Linked DNA regions of Sus scrofa: region 2 is linked to region 1. A link is a contact called in public Hi-C data. All regions are on one chromosome and are shown on one strand. Each heading gives the region's core, a stretch centred on a gene start, on an enhancer-like site or on the middle of the called end of the contact. The rest is flanking DNA. Distances are from core to core; before and after follow the strand shown.

Region 1 (4,998 bases), core at 436-2,935:
GACACATCAGGCAAATGTAGAACGTGAGACAGTCCACAAGAAAAGTGGCCTGAACATCACACAGCCAATATCATGGGCTAAAAACAAAGTACGGTTGTTCAAATTCAAGAGACTAATGGAGTTCCCGTTGTGGCTCAGTGGTAAGGAACCCAACTAGTGTCCATGAGGATGCAGGTTCGGTCCCTGGCCTCGCTCAGTGGGTTAAGGATCTGGTGTTACTGTGAGCTGTGGTATAGGTCGTAGATGTGGCTCAGATCCCGTGTTGCTGTGGCTGTGGTGTAGACTGGCAGCTGCAGCTCTGATTTGAACCCTAGCCTGGGAACTTCCATATGCCTTGAATACAGCCCTAAAAAGCAAAAAACAAAAACAAAAACAAAAAAGCGACAGACGGGGGGGGGGGCCTAAGAACAACTATACAAACAACCACTGTCTTGATGCCACTGCATGTAACTGACTTTGTTGTCACGTCCACCACTCTGCAGATTAAAAAAAAAAAAAAAATCAAAGAACAAAAAATAAAGCTCATTTGATATGATTTTAAAGAGACTAAAAAGATACAGTGGACAAATGTAATGCATGTGCTAAACAGGATCCTGAATAAAAAGTGAATGAATTAAAAGACACATTTGAAACGACTGGGGAAAATTTGCTTATGGACTAGAAGCTATTAGGTGATGTTAGAGAATTAATGCTGGTTTTCTTAGGTCTGAATATGATGTTGTGGTTACGTTAGTGGATGTTTTTATTTTTAAGAGTTATATGCCGCAACATGCTGAAATATCTGGGGATGAAGTGTCCTTTCTACAACCCACTTTCAAATGATCCAGAAAAAACTAAAGCCTCCCACGTCCAGAAAGAGAAAGCAATAAGGCAAAATGGAAACAACCACTGAATCCCAGGTGGTGGGTGAAGACTGTAGGATTCTTTTGTTTTTCTGTTTGTTGAAAACTTTATTTATTTATTTTTTTGCTTTTGCTTTTTAGGGTTGCACCTGTAGCATATGGAGTTTCCCCGGCTAGGGGTCAAATCAGATCTCCAGCTGCTGGCCTGCCCCACAGACACAGCAATGCCAGACCCCAGCGGTGTCTGTGATCTACACGGCAACGCTGGATCCTTAACGCATTGAGCAAGGTCAGGGATGGAACCCACATCCTCATGGATACTAGTCGTTACTGCTGAGTCACAAGGGGAACTCCGAAAACATTATTAACAAAAATTGGGAGAGGAAAGTTCTAGCTGGGCAGTTTTAGGAACCGTATAACCTTGGACATTCTCCTTGCCTCTCAGACCTTGATCTCAAGAGAACCTCACACTGTCCTTTGCATTTTAAGTGTTAATCACGTGGTCCAGGGGCCCAGGGGCTGTGGAGTTACCGACGTCAGTGTCATTACCAGCGCGGTGTCCCGTATATAGGTGATGAGTGCTGGGGTAGGGTGAGGCGCCTCTTAAGAGGCCACCAAACCCGCCCGCCCTAGATGCTAAAAGTACAACTTCTCCCCGCGCGACCGCAGGACCGGAAGCGGGGGCGGGGCTTACGGTGGCCTGGCGTGGGATCCCGAAGGCTCGAATGAGCGCCTCCTCTCGGAGGTTGGGGGCGGAGTCTCTGTCCTACTGGCCAATCGTGGAGCAGCTGTCAAACAGGCGCAGAGGGAAGCCAGGAAGATTCCTGGTCAGATTCCAGCGCCCGGCCCTAGGCAGCAGCGGAGGGCGCTCTCTCTTCCGGGGAATGGGCCGCCACGTCCCGCCCGGCCTTTTCCTCTCCGGGACCCAGGCGAGAGAGGAGGCCCTGCCTACCAGAAGCCAGGCCCCGCTGCCTCCTCCCGGCTTGACCTCCCCGCAGAGTCACGTAGCCTTCTGCCCCTGCTTCCTCCTTTGTAAAGCGAGAGCGGTAAAAACCCGACCTGGGGGGGAGGGGATGGGACCTCCCAAATGACTCAGAGGTGGGAGGAGGTGAAGGAGAGGATGGCGACTTTTCCCCCTGCCTCGTGGCAGTTCAACCGAAAAAGAAGTCACGGTTTCTGGCTAGTTCACCGAGTTATACTTTATGGTTCCTGTACACACGGAATATAACAGGAGCTAAAAAGCACATGGTGCCTGGAACAGCAACCCAAAGGAGGACTTCAGGTATTAATTACCCGACATTGAGGATTAGAGAAGGACAGAGAATCACTGATAATTGCGATCGTTTTATGGTGGCTGATAAAACCATCACACCTCTATCAATAAAAATATCCATTTTCTGAAAGTGCATGCTGAAGTAAGGGGAAATCGACAATGTCTGTGAGCTGCTTTAAAACAGATAGACCAGAGTCTTAGTTGTTTTGTCTAAGAGATGCGAAGCTCTTTTTTTTTGCTTTTTAGGGCCGTACCCGTGGCATATGGAGGGTCCCAGGCCAGGGGTCTAATTGGAGCTGCTGCAGCTGCCGGCCGACACCACAGCCACAGCAACGCAGGATCCAAGCCACGTCTGGGGACCTACACCACAGCTCATCGCAGCGCCAGATCCTTACCCTACTGAGCGAGGCCAGGGATCGAACCCGTGTCCTTATGGATACTAGTCGGGTTCGTTACCAGGGAGCCACGATGGGAACTCCTTAACACTGCTTCCTCTGCAATCATTTCTTGAATTTTGCCACATTCAGGGCAAAATCTATGGCAAATCTGAAAGATCATGTACAAAGTAAAATGGACACTTTTACTTAGTTCGAATCCCCCCCTCCCCCATGGAGGTTTTCAACCCCCTCTCCAGGATCTTGGATGCCCAATAAGCAGTACATGAATTTCTAGTTCTTCAAGCACACACTGGACTCTTTCCCAGGAGGTTTTGCTTAGTTTGCCATTTTTAAAACAATATTGACACAGAGGACAGTGGTCTGAAAGCAGACACGATTTCAGCGGGAAACTGCACCAAAGGCCCTTCCTGTTAATGTGAAGGTTTCCAAAGAGCTTCCCATTTTACATGAATGGTCTCACTTAATCCTCTCATTTTCTTAGGAATCCCACAGGTTAGGTAGAGCTACCAGCGCACCAATTCTTTAAGTCGGGTGACCTGTCCTAGTGACACAGCAACTGCACCCCGGGACTCTGAAGCCAGCGGCCCTAAATGCTAGGCGCCACGGTCCCCGCTGAGCACCCCACACCTCAGGGACCTTGTACCCCTCCCCCAAGTACACGTATGTAAATCGTCGCAGCCATGGCGCTTCCCTCGCTGCCGGGGCCGTTTTACTGGCCTTTGCACCAACCTCATTTGCAAAACCTCTCGCCCAGAACCGCGAAACCGGTCCGAGAGACGTTTTCGGAGAGGTGGGGCTCTGTGGGGTGGGGTGTCAGCTCCCGCTCTCCGGCGCCTGGCGGGCTCCAATCGCGTTGTTTCATTCAATCCCAAACCGTCCGGCCCCAGCGAGTGCCCGCGCGCGCCAGGCCACCGAGACGCGCAGGGGCTGCAGCCTTTGTCCAGTGGGGCCCTCGGGGAGCCGGGCAGTGGCTCCCCCTGCCCACCCGGCGGCCCCCGGAGGCCTGGGAGGGGTCGGTCCCGAGGGTCCCCGGCGGGCAGGGGCGGCCTGAGATCCCGCGCGGCGCTTGAATCGCGAGGGGCGTGGCCAGCGGCGGCTCCGCCCAATGAGCGCTCAGGATGCTTTAAATTCCCCTGCGGGCCGGGCTGGGGCTCGCATCCCAGGACCTGCGCCTTCGCCTCACCTGCCCCTCCGCGCGTCGCCATGCTCTCCGTCCGCGTCCCTCTCGCCACCATCGCCGACCCGCAGCAGCTCCAGCTCTCGCCCCTGAAAGGGCTCAGCCTGGCGGACAAGGAGAACACTGTGAGCGCGCGGGCGCGGGGGCCGGGGGTCGGGACGGGGCGGTGGGGTCCTGTGGGACGCGGGCGGGCCCCTCACCACGCGTCTCCCTGCAGCCCCCGACCCTCAGCGGGACCCGCGTGCTGGCCAGCAAGACCGCCAGGAGGATCTTCCAGGAGCCCGCCGAGCCGGTGCGTAGGCGAACGGGGGGCGCCCGGAGAGGGGGCGCTGCAGGAAGGCGGAGCCGGGAGGAGCCTGCGCTTGGCGCCAAAGCCTCATTGTCTCCTTTCAAAGCCTGCCCCCACCCACCCGGGCCCGCTCTCCTTTCCCGCCAAGTCTCTTCCCGATCATTCACCCAGGGGGGGCATGGCCTATTTCCCCACATATAGTCCTGCTGTTTCGTGTATAGGCCACATACCTGACAGCGACCCTAGATTCAACCCCATGAAATTCCCGATCATTGGGTGTACGTGACCTGACTGGAAAAATGACAATTTCATCGTCTGCCCGCTCCTTAATGTTTTCACTGCTTTCCCCCCGACAGAACCCTAAGCTCTCGGCCCCCAGCGTGGAGGACGAGCCGCTCCTGAGAGAAAACCCCCGGCGCTTTGTCATCTTTCCTATAGAATACCATGACATCTGGCAGATGTATAAGAAGGCAGAGGCTTCCTTCTGGACAGCTGAGGAGGTAACTCCGTCCAGAACCCGGGAGACTTAAAGGAGTGCCCCTTACTCTAGGGGAAGACCCCTGCCCAGAGGCGGTTAGACTAGGCTGGTCTGAAAGAGGCTTGGCTTGGCTTTGCCTCTTGTTCCCAGTGGGGCCCACTGCGGGTGTCCTCCCTGGTGAGGGCTATACACTCACCAAGAGATGCTAACAGGCTGGAAGTGTAAGAGTTGTGCATGTGTCACGTCCAGCCCTCTTGAACCCCCTGTGAATGTCTCGACCTCAGGTGGACCTCTCCAAGGACATTCAGCACTGGGAGACCCTGAAGCCGGAGGAGAGATATTTTATTTCACATGTCCTGGCTTTCTTCGCAGCAAGTGATGGCATCGTGAATGAAAACTTGGTGAGTCATTGTCGTGTCCATTTCCACCCCAGCCCTGCCGCCCTCAAAAGTCACTTCAAGACTTGAGAGAGGACAAATTGACAAAGTATCTTTCCTCATCTTTTAAATTTTTCCCATACTGCATGTATATATATCTGGAA
Region 2 (5,151 bases), core at 2,401-4,900, 430 kb before region 1:
TTTAGCCTGGGAACCTCCATATGCCTCGGGTGCGGCCCTAAAAAGGACAAAAGACAAAAAAAAAAAAAAAAAAAGCAGAGTTACATTAAATTTCTCTTAAAGCAGTTAGGGTGTGTGTTTCAGTTTCAAGGGAATGCAGCCAGTAAGCAAAATTACCATCAAAAGAGGAAGTCAGATGTCAAAATCTTGAGAGAAATGATGCCGTCAATATGAGAAACAGGCCCTGCACTGGGGAGACGCCCCACCCCATATACTTTTGCATTTCAGAATATATGTTTCAGATCCCGACTTCCATCCCTCATCTGTGACCTATATTTTTTCCTTCCACCCACTACATCCTCTTATTAAGAGTAACACAAAGAGAAAACTCTTTTGAAATCAAAGGGAGACTTATATACCCCAGCTGCAACTTCAAGATATCATCATGAGTAAGCTCACATGACTCATAACTTTCCTAAATTATGCAATTCATAACAGCTCAGCTGAAATCATCTCGGTGACCTACGGCGTCCTCCAAAAGCCGGGACTCTGTTACACATTTTTGTCCTTCGGAAAATGTCGTATCCCTAATTGATATTTAGCACTGCGTTTATGGTAACACTCATGGATAAGTAGGCTAATAAACAACCATGCTCTTTAAGTATGAAATTATTCATTAGCCTTGACCAATTCAATCTAAATGGTAGGGTTACCGTAAGCAACAAAAAAAGTCACTCTTCAAAAAAGAAAAAATACCCACAGGGCATACATTTGTCACTAACTGTATGAACTTGACAACTCACTATGCCTTTCTAAGACACATCTTTCTGCCCCCTTCATTTAATAAAAACGAGACACAGGAGTTCCCGTCATGGCGCAGTGGTTAACGAATCCGACTAGGAACCATAAGGTTGCGGGTTCGATCCCTGGCCCTGCTCAGTGGGTTAACGATCCGGCGTTGCCATGAGCTGTGGTGTAGGTTGCACACACGGCTCGGATCCTGCGTTGCTGTGGCTCTGGCGTAGGCCGGTGGCTACAGCTCCGATTGGACCCCTAGCCTGGGAACCTCCATATGCCGCAGGAGCGGCCCAAGAAATAGCAAAAAAAAAGACAAAAAAAAAAAAAGAGAGAGACACAATCTCCACGGTTCATTTCAATTCTAACAGTTGCTAAGTGCCTCTATCGAGAGTGTCCTTATTTCGAGTCTGGGCTCATCACCTCCTTCCCCAGTTAGGTCAACCCTGCTTGATGATAACGTGATAACTCCCACAATGTGTTCTATCACTCACCTTCATATTGTTCTAGAATTGCCTGTTCATATATCTCTATCCTGCCATGCCAAAAGGTGTGGGTGTGTGTGTGGGTGTGTGTGTGTGTGTGTGTGTCTGCACCCAAAGCATGTGGAAGTTCCTGGGCCAGAAATCAAACCTGCGCTGCAGTTGTCTGATCTTCATATTTCCAATAACACTTGCATACAGTACGTGTTCTTCAAACATCTAGACCACGCATTTTTCTGGCACCAGTGGTCCGCACTTTGCAAATAAAAACACATGATAAAAATAGAAAAATCCCTTACGATCTGTGAATGCTGCTGAGAATTAATCTAAAAGTGAGGTTTTCTTTGCGATTCCTAGGATTCATGCTACTTATTTCTCCACTACTGAACATGAGAATAAAAGTGAAACAGCTGTGTTAGAGTGGTAAAAATATAACTTTAATACCTCGAAATACATGTTAGCTTATTTATTTATTTATTGCTTTTTAGGGCTGCACTAGTGGCATATGGTTCCCAGGCCAGGGATTGAACTGGAGCTGTAGCTGCCAGCCTACGCCACAGCCACGGCAATGTGGGATCCGAGCCTCAATTTCAACCTACACCACAGCTCACAGCAATGCCGGATCCTTAACCCACTGAGCGAGGCCAGGGATCAAACCTGCAACCTCATGGATCCTTGTCAAGATTTGCTTGTGGAGTTCCCGTCGTGGCGCAGTGGTTGACGAATCCGACTAGGAACCATGAGGTTGCGGGTTCAATCCATGCCCTTGCTCAGTGGGTTAATGATCTGGCGTTGCCGTGAGCTGTGGTGTAGGTTGCAGACGTGGCTCGGATCCCGAGTTGCTGTGGCTCTGGCATAGGCCGGTGGCTACAGCTCCGATTCGACCCCTAGTCTGGGAACCACCATGTGCTGCGGGAGCAGCCCAAGAAATAGCAAAAAGACCAAAAAAAAAAAAAAAAAAAGATTTGCTTCTGCTGGGCCACGACAGTAACTCCATGTTTGTTCATTTTATTAACATTTATCCTTATCACATGGCTCTTACCCTATTCCTCCATCATGACCATCCCTAACTCCCCATTTTTTTCAATTTGTATTAACGTATCACATCTCAGCACTTCCTACCAGGTTCTCCCCAGCCTGTCATTAGACTAATCACCTGTAATCCATTTCAATTTAAGGTGACTGACAAAGCAGTTGTTCAGGTGAGAGCGTAGCCATCATTAACACCCTCAGTCAATTATAAGGAAGTTCCGGGTAAAATAATGCAAGTTTTATTAGCCATAAAGAAAATCCACACAAAGTCTCCATCTGCCCGATACTATACATGCAATCACGGTAGGGTTTGGGGACCAAAACCACCATGAAAAATCACTGAGGCTCTAACTTCTCACACTGGGAAAATATACTGGTTCATACTTTATTACCAGTTAATTAAACTCTCTCACATGCCAACTTTTTTTTAACTGATAAAGAACCCAGTCACTACACCTTGACACAAATTAACTGCCAGCAATTTACACATCTCTTAATGTTAGTCCATCCTTAATCCAAGCTCTTTAGAAAATCTAAATCACCTACTTTCTAGGCTCAATCAAATTGGTGATTCCTGATAATCTGTTTAAAATGGCAAGGCAGGCATTCACAGCAGCAGCATTACCAGTTGGCCCGGTAAATTTAAGCGCCCCCACCCCAGCACCTCCAATAAGCTCCAATTTAAATAACTAAATACACGCTTATGGTGTTCGCAAAACGAAACTCTTGAGCGCTCCAGTCACTGCCTTCCAACCAGATTACTAAGTACCCCCTACAGCAGAAAATCGAGTTCGCTCCTTTTAGAGCCAGGAAGAGCTGCGGAGCTTCCTCTCCTCCTCCAGAATCCCGCCTTTGGTAGGAACACAATATAGGTTTGTTCCTCAGGAGGGCAGGGATCTGGACCGCATCCTCCTCTCCAAACGCGAGCCACCATCACTCCCGCCTCACCTCTTCCCAAACACAGACTCAGGGGACAGACCCCTCCCAGGCCCCGAGTCCCCCTCGGAGGCCCCCTCCAGGATCCCTCCCCCGTTCAGGGAGACGAGCCCATCTCCCTTCTTTCCCCGAAGTCCGAGAGCCACACCCCCTTCCCACGCTGAAAACCTCGGGACGCGCACAGCCGTCCACACCCCGCCCCCAAACACCTGACAGATCCCGCTTCCCTGCTCTTTCCCGAAAGCTGCGCTCCCCAAGCACCCGGTGCCGGCCCAAGCCAACTCCCAGGGTCTTTACCGAGTCGCTGAGGGGAGCCGAAGCCCGGCTCGTCCGGCGGTCGCGGCGCCAGCACGATAGGAACCAAGCTGGTCAGGAAGAGCGCACACTGCCTCATGTTCCCGGCCCGGCAACCGGCTCCACCTCTCCGAGCAGCCTTCGCCTGACTGGGGCTCAGGACGCTGCTCACATTGGGGGACAACGGGATCCGCCTGGCCTGTCCCCTCAAGCCTCTCACTCCTCCCGCGCCGCCTACCGGAAGACTCTGGAGCCTGACTCTAGGCCCCCCGGAAGCGCAGGCAGCGGAGCAGGGCCTGGCTCAGCCCGCTTCCGCCCGCCGCCAACGCCCGCCCCGCCCACCGCCGGAAGCCGGGCGCCGCGCGGCATGCTGGGAGGGCCTCGCTCGCCCCGCCCCGCGCAGGCGCGCTGCCATCTCACCGCCCCTCTGCCCGCCCCCTTCAGCCCCGCGAGGGCTCCGTGAGCTGCCCGCGGCGTCCTGACTCGACCCCGTGGAGCCTCGCCTCTGTCCCCGGGTGACCGCCGCGAGGGAGGCGGGAGCTCGCGAGTAGGCCCTCAGAGGTGCGTCCAGCCGCCTCCGTCGTCTCGGTCCCACCCACATCTGGTTAGGATCCCTGTTACCCTTTTTGCTAAACGGGCTGTTGAAACCGCCTGGAGCCCGGAGCGGACGAGGGGGAGCCCGGCGGGGCGTGCTCCTGGTTACGACCCAACGACGAAGTGTCCGCGACGAAAGACGGGCTCCTGGGAGCCCGAGGCCTCGCGTCCGCGCGCTGCTTCTGCCAGCCCAGCAGCCCAGATGCAAATGGGGTGCAACTTGGTTTGGGCGTCGGACCCCCTGGGCACATTAAGCCTCCCTCTGTCGTTGTAACGAAAAAGGCTTTGCAAGAGGGAAATAAACAAGCGCTTCCTTAATGCACATTTTCCCGTGGCCCTGCTGTACGTAGAGTCTGCAAGTATTTCAGAAACTATATCTTAGGCCTAACTCCTCATCTACCCGTACAGGGTCTTGAATCGTCCAGCCAACTTCTTGAAATTCAGTACTGTGTTTGGGCACTTCAGCTTTGATTGGAAATTTGCCAAGGAAGTTTGGGCGGGAGGGTTGGTTGGTTTTTTTGCTTTTTAGGGCCGCACTAGCGGCATATGGAGGGTCCCAGGCTATAGGTCAAATCTGAACCACAGCCGCCTGACCACAGCCACAGCCACGCAGGATCCCAGGCGCCTCTGACCTGCACCACAGCTCGGCGCAACGCCGGATCCTTAACCCACTGAGCGAGGCCAGGGATCGAACCGCAACCTCATGGGTGCTAGTCAGATTCCTTTCCGCTTTGCAATCCTTTGCGTAATTTTAGCTCTGGTGTGGTGGAATGTACTGAGTAAAACATTCTAATAACGTTGAAAGGGAGTTGCTATTCTGGTTCAACTAAAGTTGATACAAGTAGAACATAACACATTTTCCACTTGGGAGTGAATGGGGACAGCCTTCCCCCGATTATGAAATGGTAAATTGTTAGGAGTAAATTATTGGTCCTGCCTGGTAAAGTTTCAAGACTACTCCTGATAAAATACTCAAACTGTGGTTTAAACTTAGGTTCACTGTGGTATGCCTTGGTAAAATCGCAACATCTTTCCCAGC

What was found. A called contact is a pair of places that touch in the nucleus more often than the background predicts.
Region 2: a Hi-C map of heart right ventricle shows a contact between it and region 1, with 2.9 times the contacts expected there. The contact joins the promoter of ADAM17 here to the promoter of RRM2 in region 1. A contact is called at or near these places in 1 of 47 Hi-C or Micro-C datasets (heart right ventricle) and 1 of 2 datasets of contacts at active chromatin or transcription factors (alveolar macrophages).

Annotation. Positions count from the first base shown.
Region 1 is chr3:126,363,832-126,368,829 of Sscrofa11.1, reverse strand. It overlaps RRM2 (ribonucleoside-diphosphate reductase subunit M2), which reads left to right and starts at 1,685. Exons shown (of 11, transcript XM_021087850.1): 1 at 1,685-1,888; 2 at 3,677-3,815; 3 at 3,908-3,982; 4 at 4,336-4,479; 5 at 4,742-4,858. The coding sequence starts at 3,717.
Region 2 is chr3:126,794,129-126,799,279 of Sscrofa11.1, reverse strand. ADAM17 (ADAM metallopeptidase domain 17) reads right to left here and starts at 3,650. Exons shown (of 19, transcript NM_001099926.1): 1 at 3,522-3,650. The coding sequence starts at 3,618.